2 separate regions of the Bicyclus anynana genome follow, and region 2 is linked to region 1. Evidence: chromatin contacts called from public Hi-C data. All regions are on one chromosome and are shown on one strand. Each heading gives the region's core, a stretch centred on a gene start, on an enhancer-like site or on the middle of the called end of the contact. The rest is flanking DNA. Distances are from core to core; before and after follow the strand shown. Region 1 holds the start of LOC112053535 (proton-coupled folate transporter). Region 2 holds the start of LOC112053530 (RUS family member 1).

Evidence for each region. Hi-C and Micro-C count contacts between places; a contact is called where the count stands out from the background.
Region 2: a Hi-C map of whole body shows a contact between it and region 1, with 1.9 times the contacts expected there. The contact joins the promoter of LOC112053530 here to the promoter of LOC112053535 in region 1. A contact is called at or near these places in 2 of 2 Hi-C or Micro-C datasets (whole body and whole larva).

The regions. Positions count from the first base shown.
Region 1 is chrZ:17,091,000-17,097,384 of ilBicAnyn1.1, reverse strand. LOC112053535 (proton-coupled folate transporter) reads right to left here and starts at 4,078. Exons shown (of 8, transcript XM_052890928.1): 1 at 3,887-4,078; 2 at 1-23. The coding sequence starts at 3,892. LOC112053529 reads left to right here and starts at 5,743. Exons shown (of 5, transcript XM_052890622.1): 1 at 5,743-6,019. The coding sequence starts at 5,891.
Region 2 is chrZ:17,259,647-17,266,728 of ilBicAnyn1.1, reverse strand. It overlaps LOC112053530 (RUS family member 1), which reads left to right and starts at 3,801. Exons shown (of 9, transcript XM_052890837.1): 1 at 3,801-4,826; 2 at 4,952-5,113; 3 at 6,035-6,173; 4 at 6,627-6,787. The coding sequence starts at 4,760. LOC112053531 (peptidoglycan-recognition protein LE-like) reads right to left here and starts at 3,253. Exons shown (of 5, transcript XM_024092977.2): 1 at 2,234-3,253; 2 at 131-301. The coding sequence starts at 2,612.

The sequences.
Region 1 (6,385 bases), core at 2,829-5,328:
TACCATGGCTGTATACTTTCTTTCTGAAAAATAAAATCAAATTTTTAACAAAAACTAATACAATGTAATTTTTATCTGTTCTCTTTACGCTCCTTATATTACAAGCGTACAGTATGTTGCTTAATAACCTCCTCTATCTTCTACTAAAAGTTTTATTTAAATTGGTTTAGTTGTTCCAGAGATTAAGCCTGGATGAATAAATAGACATATTTTTTTTTAAGTTTTTGTTGCACTAGACAAAAAACAGATATTTTGAAATTACAGTCAGACACTTTAAATTTTATTTATTATATGTATTGATATGAAGAATAAACAATAACGAAAATATAAAACATGCTGCTTAACCTTGCACCACATGGTTTGTTAGGTTGTACCAGAGTTTTTGGATATTAGTTTAGATCACAACACAATATCAAGAATATCAAAAATCGAACTGAAATTGCTTGCTAAAATTGATTCCACGTTTAGCAGACTTGAATCAAATCTGTACCTAAAACCGATTACTTATTAAACTTTGGATTGAAAGACACAGTATGTGGAAATGCAATGTGTGAATTCTCTCAACTGCAACTTGTTTATTGCAGAAAAACATAAAATATGCAATGCTGCAAAATGATGAATGCTCTATCATAGAACGATGTAGTTTATAGTAACTAGGTACGTTATAGATTTATTACCAACTAGCGAACGCCCGCGACTTCGTCCGCGTGGAATTCAGTTTTTCACAAATCGCGCGGGAACCGTGGATTTTTCCGGGATGAAAAGTAGCCTATGTGTTAATCCAGAGTAAAATCTATTTCCATTCCAAATTTCAGCCAAATCGCTTCAGTAGCCGCACCGTAAAAGAGGAACAAACATATTTACACACTTACACACAAACTTTCGCCTTTATAATATTAGTAGGATAGTAGGAAGTAGGACTAGCGGACGCACGCGACTCTGCCCGCATGGAAATCGTTGTAAACTTTAAACCCCTATTTCACTCCCTTCTCTTTATATTTTCGTTATGTTTTATATTTAATAAATTGTCCACTAATATTACTTTGCTACTTTATAATACTATTTTGCTGAGGCGAAGGTTCCCGACTTTTTTGCGATTATACGAAATCGCATAGCCTCTTTCTGGGAAAGACTCAGACAAACAAACAACGTCATCCTCAAGGTCATCGGTGAGCACATATCTGGCCCGATATTTGACCATTGGCGACGTGTTCACCGGGACGCAAATAAAAAGTAGGTAAAATTAGTTATAAGATGACGTGCAATTTTATTACGAATTATTTTTATTTTTATTTTTCAGTAATTATAAGATATCATACCGTGTCATTTTAATATTTTAGTTTAATTTACGACGTATATTTAAATTATTATACTTTTGTATGTGGATTTTTATCCTTAATAAAGAAAAATTATTATTATTATTATTATTATTATTACAAAAGTATAACTTGAAAAATGAACGCTATACAAGATGGTTGGGAGTATTTCCCATAACTTCAAGGTGTTGACGAGTCCACTTAAATAAGCCGAACTGCAACTAGTTTTTTTTTGAAACTACAAACTATTTTAAATAATTCCGACTATCCATATAGCACATGCCTTTAGGTAAAATGATAAGAAATATTTTTTATTCAATGACAAGTTATTAAAAAAAACTACGACCCCCTTATAACCTTTTAGAATTTTGAAAAATCTTGAACAACATTATTTTTAGTATTTTTTTGGTAGTACGCATACCAATTTTCACAATTGTAACTTTCAACCCCCGTTTCACCCCTTTCAGATTTTTTTCGCGACACAAAGTATCCTCCGTATTATGGTCTCAAATCGTGCTAATATGAATTTATTCAGTAGTTTCAGAGTGCTGCTCTGTCAACCAAAAGATGGACAGACAGACAGACAAACAAATAAAAAAATATATATATTTAGCTTCAGTATCAATCATAATATGCCTACCAACTAAAATTTTCAAAATATCTTCAATGTACAGAATGCAAACTGTTACACTTTATTATAAGTATAGATGATTTCATCACAATCTTGTTCTAAATGATAAATATGATTTTAGTAAAAGACACAACACAACTACCTACATAATATTATATATATTGAACCATTGATCTTGTTATCAATTGAAACAAGATAGAAATTACGTATGCCGTCACTATCCTATAAACAATGTTGAAACTTCAATAGATTCCGATTATCATGAAGTATATAAGATAGTAGCTATCAGATATATACAAATGAGATGTCAGATACAATCAAGTCACTTGAAGTTAGCCGCTGCCTCCCTCAATGATTCTCCGCACTTCCTTAATAAATTGACAATTCATAATTATTCATATTCATCATTCATATCATCATGAGCTATTTTAAAATATTTTTATACAAATGGTTACATAAAAAAAATATTTATTTATTTTGATAACAACTTCAGTTTTTAATAACCAATGAATGAAGTGAATAGGTAGTTTAATTTGGGGTCACTACAATCTCATCATCATCATCATACTATTTTAATGGGCTTGGCCCTGGCCAGGTGGAGCTTGGACCCACCATCCTGCTTCAATGTGGGTTGGATAAGATAAATTTAATAAGACAATCATTGTTTATTATTAACACTATCCTGCTCCAATGTAGGTTACAATTTAATAAGACAATTATTGTATAATATTCATAATAAAGCAATGGTACATATAATATTATACCATTAATCTTGCCCTCTTGCTACCTACTTCATAAAGGATAGTACGTCTTAGTACTAGTCTTATTAATTTCTAGTTACAGGCATTTGTGGCTTAACAAGTAATACTCTGGTTGATCAACTTGGGGTAGTGCTGTATAGAATTAACTAAATGTTATTGTTTGTCCTGAGAAGTGTTGCTTTGTTTATTATCAATGGTTTACTATTAATCATCAGGTAAATTTTAAGTAATTAAATATCACATGAAAAAACATTGTGAGGAAACCTGCATACTAGAGAATTTTCTCAATTATCTTGTGTGCATGTGTGAAGTCTGCCAATCCGCAATGGGCCGATGTGGTGGACTAATGACCTAACCCCTCAGAGATGAGACTCGAGCTGGGCAGTAAGCCGTATATGGTTTGATAATGATGCTCAGTCTTAGAAATAATTGACAATTATTTCAAACAAAAAAAAGAACATGCAAGTACTTCTGCGTAAACACCACACACATTCAACTGCAACAATTTTCTTAAACTGCTTTTGCTTACCAAAATAAATTCCTTTCCAAGATATAAACTTGTATAAGTACTGTAAAGTGTTTAATTAATATTATTCCTAATTTTATTATTTTTAATTAGCAGCATTATCTATTAAGTACATTAAACAAATTTTAAATCAAAAATCAGAATCAAAATTCATTTATTTCTAGTAGGATTACTTTAAAAACACTTTTGAAACATCAACTTTGACTATTTGTATAGACGACACTGGTACAAAAGGCATGTTTTGCTGAGAATATTATTTTTAATTAATTATTAGCTAATAGTATTAAGTGATTTTTGAAGTTTATGTAATTTAGATATACTTAAGTACCTCCATATTCTGAAAAATAAACGTAACTGCTGGAAGGCTTAATAATTTAATACTTTAAATTATTAATTTATTGATTTACGTGACGTTTCCAATAAATTAAAAATACATGTCATAAAGTTAATTAATAACACTTGCATGATAAAATAAGTATATTATTAAAGTTATTAAGTAAGTAAGTATATTAATAAAGTTATTAATGAAAAAAAACATGAATGTGAAGAATGTGACAAATAATAAATATAGTTTTATGATACTTTATTAATTTATTAAAAACATTTTAATTTTTTGCTTTTTGGCGGCAAAAACGAATTTTTAAACACTGACCTCCATTTATTTCACACTCTTGCACACTGGACTGCAAAGAGATCATCAGAGATTTTTTTATATCTTTTTCATCTATCGGAGTTTGTATTTCTGGGTGCTGGAGAAGTTTGAATTAATAAATAATATAATTTTAGAAAGATGTTTAGCAAATGTGTCCTAATGTCAATTGCAATGCAATTCACTACGTTCTAAAATGACAGATTCGTGCACAGATTATTAAGATATTACCCCAGTGAAAAAATGTCAAAATATTACTTTCACAGACACATTATCTCTAAGGTACCTTACTGCTCGGATCAAATACAAATGGATTTGTATGGCATCGAAATTCACCAACAAAATTGTCTAATATTTTGGGGGAAACGAGGGAAACTCGCGTAGAAAATATTTAACACCATTATTTATATTCTATCTCCTTACACACAATTATAAATATGTTTAGAAATACACATACAATTAATTTTTACATAGTCTAACAAACTCGTTACATAGAATATTCGATTTGATCGATGTTTTGTTGTTCCGGCTGAAGAATCGATTCGAAAAAAAAGAATATTTACCTTAACGAAAATATGGCAAATATTTTTTTAAGTGCTTCGAAGACTGGCAGTTCTGTCACGTTGTGTGGCAATACTGATTCTCGGACATAAATATAGGCCAGATTAAAATATAAGTCATGGGAGGCGTCGATTAATCGCTTTGCGATTTCTTTAAAAAGAAAGCGAATACTCGGACCCCACGGACTTAGCGTTTTGACCGCAAACAGCTTAAATACATAACCTCCAACGAGATTGCTATATTGGCACCGCTTGAGGGTCTTTGTTTATGCAGCAGCACCATACCTGCACAGTCCATCGTGCCAGGAAGAAGTGAAAGTGCACGAGTGTCCACGCAAATCGCTTCCCACATTAAAAGCCCACCCATCTTCCATGGCATCAATGACATGCCGTCCAATCTCTTACCCTCGTCGCGCGCCGAACCATTAGGTTCTAAAACGGCAAGCTCGCTGGCGACGACAAAAGCACAACAGATGATGTCATTGAGACTAGTGTGCCGTAGAATACGGCCAGTGCTACTACAGGCACAAAAAACCGTGGTGTCCGAGTTTATCGACTAGCTCTTCACAGATACAGCAATGCGGAGAAACACACAGAGCGCCCAAGCGAAACCTTTATCTTTTATTTCTTTTAGGTACATGTAAAGTGGGGGTATGTTCTTTTATTTTTTTATCTCATAATGTGGGGTATCGTTGGATAGGTCATTAAAAAGTATTGTGGGTACGTTTGTAAATTATTAACGTTTTTTTTCTTTGTTCGTGGGTTTTTGATCTTTGACAAAGGGGACGTTTAGAAAGTCAGGTCTTTTTGTAATTGATCTGAGCCGTTACTGGTTATTGTTGTATTTATCTATGCGACAGTATATTATAGCTTTTATTTTATCTTTACATCATTCTATCCGTAGTATAGTTTCTGATATGAACAGCGAAGATTTAGAATGTTCCGGCTTCGGTGTTTCTACACTTACGATTTGTGCATCTTCAAGGCAAGAGTGAATAGGCGAAAGACCTTAGAATAGGCATCTTCTAAGCAACTTGGAATACTAAGACCTAAGATTAATTACCGCTGGTCTGAGTAAAATGGCGATATCTCTTTGACTTTACATGGTTTTCGTGACTTAAACCAAGATTTACGCAATAGATACTGTACCGAGTCGTAAATCTATGCATGCGAATTGCGATGCATTCACTACTGAGTGAATATCTATTTGCCAAAGAGAAAATTGTATCTATTTGCTTTTTGTCTGTGGTACCCTTTAACAATTTACTCTTTGAAACTACTCTTTGGTCTGTGGTGTGGTGCCGTAGGCTTTAGTTGTGTGTTCTAGGTTGAATGTTGTAACAAGGAAATTCGTAGTTTTGTTCGTTTTTTTACATAGAATTAAGAATATTTAGGCCCAATTTATGTTCTTGACGAACTTTTGTACGTGTAAAGTGAATTCGGTGAGATGGAGTCCCCGCCGTCAATCTCCACGCACTCGGAAGCGCCTCCTTTGAGTGAAGACAGCGGTCTGCTGATTACAAGTGGATCATTTTCTAGTGATTCTGCGAGTGGTTGGCATCACAACGCATCCGAGGTGGGTATTGCTACTGAATACGTCACAACAAACTTTGTTTATATAGATTCTTGACTTTTATGAGCTTTTTAATTCATCATGTCCAACTTCTTGCATGATTACATTACGAAAATCTTTCTAGCGAATATCTTAGACGATCCTCTATGCAAGGTTTATGTGTGCTTCTATTTATTATTTGTTATATTGTATAGTTTGATAAAAGTTTTATGACTCACTTAGGTTAGTTTCCATTTTTAGGTTAGTTTCAAAGAAGTTTTAAAAAATGTTTTTAATGGCTATTTGGGAGTAGAAAAGCTTTTTTATTGAAGCTAATAAACTACATTTGTATTTATTAAAAAAATATACAAATCAAAATTTGTCATTAAA
Region 2 (7,082 bases), core at 2,552-5,051, 170 kb before region 1:
AATTTAGAAGTCAAAATGGTAATTTTGGGACTTAGTGACTTTTTGCTATATGGGTATGGTATAGTGAACAAAGTAATACAATTATTAAAGTCAGTTTCTTCTTGGTTAAAGTTAGTTAGTTACCACTTACCAGTAGGGTCTGATGAGGTGAAGTCTGGCTGTGTATAGCCATTTGTGGGCTGTTGTTGTTCATACTTATTTTGCAGCACAAGTACAATTGCTATTATACTTCCTATAACAGTTATGCATACTGCAGAGAATGTGATTTTGTGCCATACTAAAATTTGTTCTTTCTTGTCTACTGTAAAACATGAGATAAAACATATTGATGAGTATTTAAATTTCGAGGTTAACACATGACAGCCCAGTGGGTGACCTCTGCCTTTGATTTGAAGTGTATCAGTTCGAAGCTGGTCGGCCTAATCCCTCTCATTCTGAGAGGAGGCTTGTGCTCAACAGTGAGCCAAATATGTGTCGTTAATGATGATTTAAATTTTAAAAGTAGTAGACACAACTTTAGTGGAATGTAGATCTGATCATAGTTCATCATGATCAAAGATAAAGTGTTTTAACAAAATCTATACTAATATTATAAAGTTGAAGAGTTCGTTAGTTTGTTTGTTTGTTTGAACGCGCTAATCTCAGGAACTACTGGTCTGATTTGAAAAATTCTTTCATTGTTAGATAGCCCATTTATCGAGGAAGGCTATATTTTATCCCCATATTCCTTTAGGAACGTGAACCACGCGGGTGAAACCGAGCGGTGTCAGCTAGTGATACTTTATGGGGTATTTTTTTTGCTTTTGGGGTAAATAACCTTATAAAAGAAACCTGCCAAATCTACTTGACATGGTTTTCCATAAAAGGCAAGGTGAGAAACACTAATTTTTTATTATATTAATTAATGATATCTTAGACAAATAGAATACTAATAATATTAAACCATACAAATGTCAAGAAAGAGAATTGTAAAAACTACATAAACATATAATGTAAGTAAACACAAATTTGTTGTGCAAGTGCATGTGTCCAACTTTTTGCATTGCTTTTGTAGGCACATAACATACCTGATACTTAATACTAAATAATAAATAGTTGATTTGGTCATTAATGTCAAATTCTGAGATTTTGCTAAAAATTACAGACTCTCCAATTAGTTCAGCAGATGTAGGGTTAAGGTATTCCTTGATGATCGATCAACACTCCCCTTCTCTGCTCGTGTTGTTCTCCCTACCTATCCAAATTTGGTAAATTAGAGCAGCTTTGGATACTCGTTCTAGCTTGGAATTAGCTGCACTTCTAGAGAGGCCAAGGTTTAAAGACCTTGGCCTCTCTAGAAGCAAGGCAAGTTATAGATAGATTTTGCTGGTAATCCTCTCGCACCTACTTCTATGGCGTACAGACTAACTACATAGCCAATTTTAGTTAGTTCATCTGTTAAGTCATAATATTTATTCACTTTTAAACTGTGGTCCTTCGGAATGTTAGTCTCCCACGGCACAGTGAGCTCTACAAGTACTATTCGCTTTGTTTGTTTGGACAAAACAAAGAGAAACAGTGCTCTAAAAATCACAAATCAACAAAACACATTGATAACTCATGAGTACACAACCACTTCATTTAAATATTTATCTTATTATGATTCAAAAATGAAAATTTAGATAGGATTAACATTCCTGAATTACTTAGAGTTTTTCTTCCTAAGACGTAAACCCCAATATATGTTGTGAAGACAAAATGACATATTGTCGACCAATAGCGGTTGAATTTTTTAAATTAGTGCTTTTTTAGTTGCAGTGGGACAAAAGAGTGTTGTTTTCAATGTACCTTTGTTAGTCAATGATAGGTCATCTACCGACTGGATTATTCTGATAGCAACATACTAAATGTCCCCTTCCATACTGGTTGTAGATAATATAAAATATTAATATATTAACAATAGCAATAGCCTATGCATAGTGGGGACTATGCATAGGCTATTGCCCATAAAATAACCACACTGAGCATGCAGGTTGGTAATTTCTTGGAGGTCCATGCAAGAGGCCTATGTCCAGCAGTGGATGTCTGTGGGCTGATAAAGTAACCCCCACTAGGTGGACCGAAGTCATCAAGCGGGTCGCAGGGAGGTGCTGGATGCTCAAGACAGTTGGAAATCCATGCAAGAGGCCTACATCCAGCAGTGGACGTCCATCGGCTGATAATGATGATTATGATAAAATATCAATTAACTTACAATTCTCCTGCTTTTTCCCATTAGTAGAATGGGCGGCTGTATTCTCATCATCAGTCCTAATGTACGAACAATTGTCTACACCTGTTTTGATCTGTTTTATAGTCACGGGTCCATTGAAATATGTGTTGTTGCCAAATTGAACATTCTCAGAGTTTGATATAGCGACTCTACCAAACGATGGCACAGTATTGTGTATCAAATCGGAAGGTATAGGCGATATGGCGTTAACATTGCTAAGGATCTTTGAGACTTTTTGTTTATCCGAAATATTGTCGTCACTATCACTATTCACGTCGGTTACAGTAACGTCCCCCAAGTCTCCTGCTATTTTGACGCCGAGATTTACACCCGAATTGGATCTATCTAGTTTGACAGCCATTTTAATTTATCTAACATTTTTGTTGTAAAATTTTGTTCAGTTATCTACTATTTTATAGACAATAATTTGCAATCTAAACAGTAAACACCCATATAATATTTAAACAGGAAAATGGAAAACAATAAAATTAAATCTCACAACAATCCCACAATAAACACAAGACCACGGAGGCACAAACCGCACAAACGTCAAAAGAGATCACAGATTAATAGATAATACTACGTACTCTTTGATACAGACCAATGACCATAGCTTAAGTACATTGTGTTTATTGTAATAGAGACCACAGGTAAAAAAGGTGCTGCCATCTAGTTCTAATTACACAAACTAATATAATATGTCCAACTTTTTAAAATGTCAGTACATTTTGAAACGGTATTACATACATATATACAAGCTGTCTCGTAAATAGTATTTTGAGATTTGTGAGAGCCGTGATAGCTTAGTGGACATGATCTCTGCCTCTAATTTCGGAGAGTGTGGGTTCGAATCCGGTCCGGGGCATGCACCTCCAAATTTTCAGTTGTGTGCATTTTAAGAAACAAACGGTGAAGGAAAACATCGTGAAGAAACCTGCCTAGCAGAGAATTTTCTTAATTCTGTGCGTGTGTGAAGTCTGCCAATTCGCATTGGGCCAGCATGGCGGACTATTGGCCTCAACCCTCTCATTCTCAGAGGAGACTCGAGCTCAGCAGTGAGCCGAATATGGGTTGATAATGATAAATTGATGAATGATAAGATTTGTAATCTTGAAATTTAATAGAGTTTAAAGTAAAGACAGAAATCGTCAGCTAAATTAAAAAATATCGGAGTAAATTCTCAAAATTATAGCGCAAATATTGAAATAACTAATAAGTTTGATATTTATAGTAAGACGACACCCCATCATAGATGTCTACTGGAGAAAATAGATGATTATATTAATTTGGCAGTAGATTTTTAAATATTGAGTTGTAAAACTGCTAACTGTTAACTGCTTTTATTAAAATCTTAGCTTTAATATTTAAACATTTTTTGTATTATAGTGAATAGAATAGTTTATAAAGAATGAAGAATAGTTTATAAAGCCAAATTTTAAATTTTAATAATAGTGATGCAAAAAAATGCATGCATTTAACTATTATGTAAGGCATAAGAATAAAAAATAAATTTTATATATTAATAAATTAGTCCAAATTGTTTCGATTTGTACAAAATATTGTCCGACTACAAAAGCCAAATGTATTTTTTGGCTTTACAAAGTAGTTTGACAATAATTTGAAATTTCCAATGTAATATTGAAGTAAATTTACGAATAGTACATATAGATGGCGCTACTGCAAAAACCAGCGCCATCTCTTGAAAAGGGGTTCTTGTTTGAAGTTAATACAAATAGCAAACTACAGTGTGACTTATCTATCTCAATAAAATTGTCTATGATCGTGATCCCAGTGTTCCCAACTTAGGGGTTTTCCCCCCAGATTTAGGGGGCAAATAAGTGAAATGGGATTTTTTAGGGGTCTGAAATTTTTAGGGGTATTTTCAGGGATTTTTTGACTTTTTAATATTTTTAAATTGATGATAATTTTAATATTTCTTTCTTGACCTAGCGACCTATAACGATGTATAATACGTTATTCTACAACCACTCTGAGGCAACTGGCGGCAATTTTCATCGAATAAAAAAAATGTTAAATTTATTCATTGTCAACATGTATGATTTAAAAAAATCTGAATCTTCAGATAAATACGTAATATTTTGTCTGTATTAAATAAGACTTTTAAAACATATTACAGCATATTATTTCTAAATTATTATGAATTTATATTTTTAGGGGGACAACTCAATAATTAAGGCGATTTTAGGGGTTTTTGACACAAACTTTAGGGATAAATATTTTGGAGAGTTGGTAACACTGCGTGATCCACAGAGTACATTAAAAAGTAATCCATCGATCGTGTATCGATCCATGATCCATCCAATTCCATTCTACATTTATTATTTTACTTTTTGCATTCCATCCACCTGATGATGTGAATAAATGATGAAGTGATCTGTGATTCCGCCATTCCACGTCAACGCCGGTGGTTTATCATCTTTTTTAACTTCAAATTTTCTGCGAACACGTTTTGAATTTGCCTATATTTTCATATTTTTGGTAGTTAATATGGAGCAAGAAACTTTATTTAAGGAATTTTCTACTGAGAAAAGGCGTACTATAGTAAAACCTGCCGGTAAGCATTTAGAATTTATTTTATCTTTTTTGAATCGTTACCGTTAGACTCAGTACAAAATTCAAAATTATCCTTGAGTTTTTGCGAAAGTCTGGGTAAGAAACCTTAAGATTTTAACTTTTCAGGTCAAAATAACGTTTCTGTACTTAAGGAAAACCAGCCATTTAGTATACAAGACTTTATTACTAAAATATTTTTACCACGAGGATATCCTGACTCAGTTAGTAAAGACTATATTGAGTATCAAATTTATGATTGCCTACAGGCTGCCTGTAGCACTATTATCGGTAAGTTGTATACAAATTTTTTTAGCTTGTTGTAAAGCAAGCAAAGCAGATAATTCAAAACTAGTAGTAGGAATTGACCGGAGAAGCATAGTCATTGGCATATCTAGGATTATTTCCTAGGGTGGGTCTGGCCCCCGACATCTAGTCTATTATTAGTCATCATCATTATCATATCAGATCATAGACATAGGACATAGGCCTTTTGTAGGGACTTCCAAACATCTCAATTCTGAGCCACCTGCATCCAGCGAATCCCTGCGACTCTCTTGATGTTGTCAGTCCACCGGGTGGGAGGTCGACCAACACTGTGCTTATTAACGTTTATTATTAGTATCATAAAAGAATTCCATATCATTAACCCAGAATCCTAGGGTGGGCACAGGTCCGTTCTTGGGTGATCAACTGTTCAGTTTTATATACACCTATGAGCGTAGCTTGCAATCATAGAGTAGAAAAGGTGAAATGTAGGAGGCCATCTGAAGGACATGGCCGAAAACTTAAATTAAAAATTATGTATGTATTTATTAAATATTTCTAAACGTCAAACACGCTGTTGTCCATATTGTGACGTCACGATTAATTGATTTTACTAAAAATTAAATAAACTCATATAAATTTAAATTATAACAATAAAAAGAATGCCTTGTAAACCCAGCCCTATAGGCATTTATGTTTTAAGAACATGTACTAAACCTCATAGCAGTTTCTGTTAAATAAATATTTTTTTGAAGTTTTTTACCTGACTGCAAGAAGGGTTATGTATTTCTTATTGATGTATCCTAAAACATTTAAGAGAATGTTTAAATCAACCTTTAAAATTAAGTCTCTGTTCAATGCTTTTAATATCTGCTATTTTAGTCTACTGTGAGCCACATAAGAGAACTTTATTCCAATAATGATTTTTCTGTGTAATTATTAAAGGTATCATAGCCGCTCAAGCAGTCTTGAAAGGAGTAGGTGTCGGTAATGTACAGGCTACAGCCTTAGCAGCCACGATCACATGGATCACCAAGGATTTATGTGGACACTTAGGGCAGATCATGTTTGCCTTTTTTTATGGGTAAGTCATATAACATAAATTACAATTTTCAAAATAGTCCACCACGCTGGCCCAATGCATATTGGCAGACTTCACACACACAGTTAATTAAGTTAATTTCCTCACGACGTTTTTGTTTCACTGTTTGAGACACGTGATATTTAATTTCTTAACATGCACATAACTGCAAAGTTGGAGGTGTATAACCTTACACCCTCCAGAATTTGAGGCAGAAGTCATATCCACTGGGCTATCACAGGTAATTTTAATTAGATGCTGTACCTCAAATGGATAAAGACAGAATCCTTATTGTATAATTTTGAAGTCCTGCTTGTCAAGACATACAACTATTTTAAAAATTATTATTATTATTTGATGATATTATAACATTACTTATTAATATAATATTTATTTAAATTAATCAATTAATATAATAAATTTATGAAAGCTGAAACACATTTAAATTGTTTACAGTGGTGTGTTGGACGCTTACTGCAAAACATGGCGTTTGTATGCAGATGCACTAAATGATTTGGCTATGTTGTCTGAACTGGCATTGCCATTATTTCCTGAAAGTTTCACAATATTGATTTTGTGCTTTAGCACTCTAGTCTATAACATAGTAGGAGTTGCAGGTCAGTTTATATTTCTTTTTAATAAGTAAGAAAATGTTTAATATATGTCATCTTTATCAACCCATATTCAGTTTAATGCTAAGCTAGACTCTAGAAGCTAGACTTAGAATAAAAGGGGTTAGGCCAAAAGTCCACCATGCTGGCCCAGTGTGAATTGGCTACACACATGCAGTGAATTTTCTTAATTCTCTATACAAAAAAAAACATACTAATCAAATTGAGAACCTCCTCCTTTTGAAGTCGGTTAAAAGAATAAGCATTTTAAACTTACTTATCGGTAAATCTGTAGTATAAT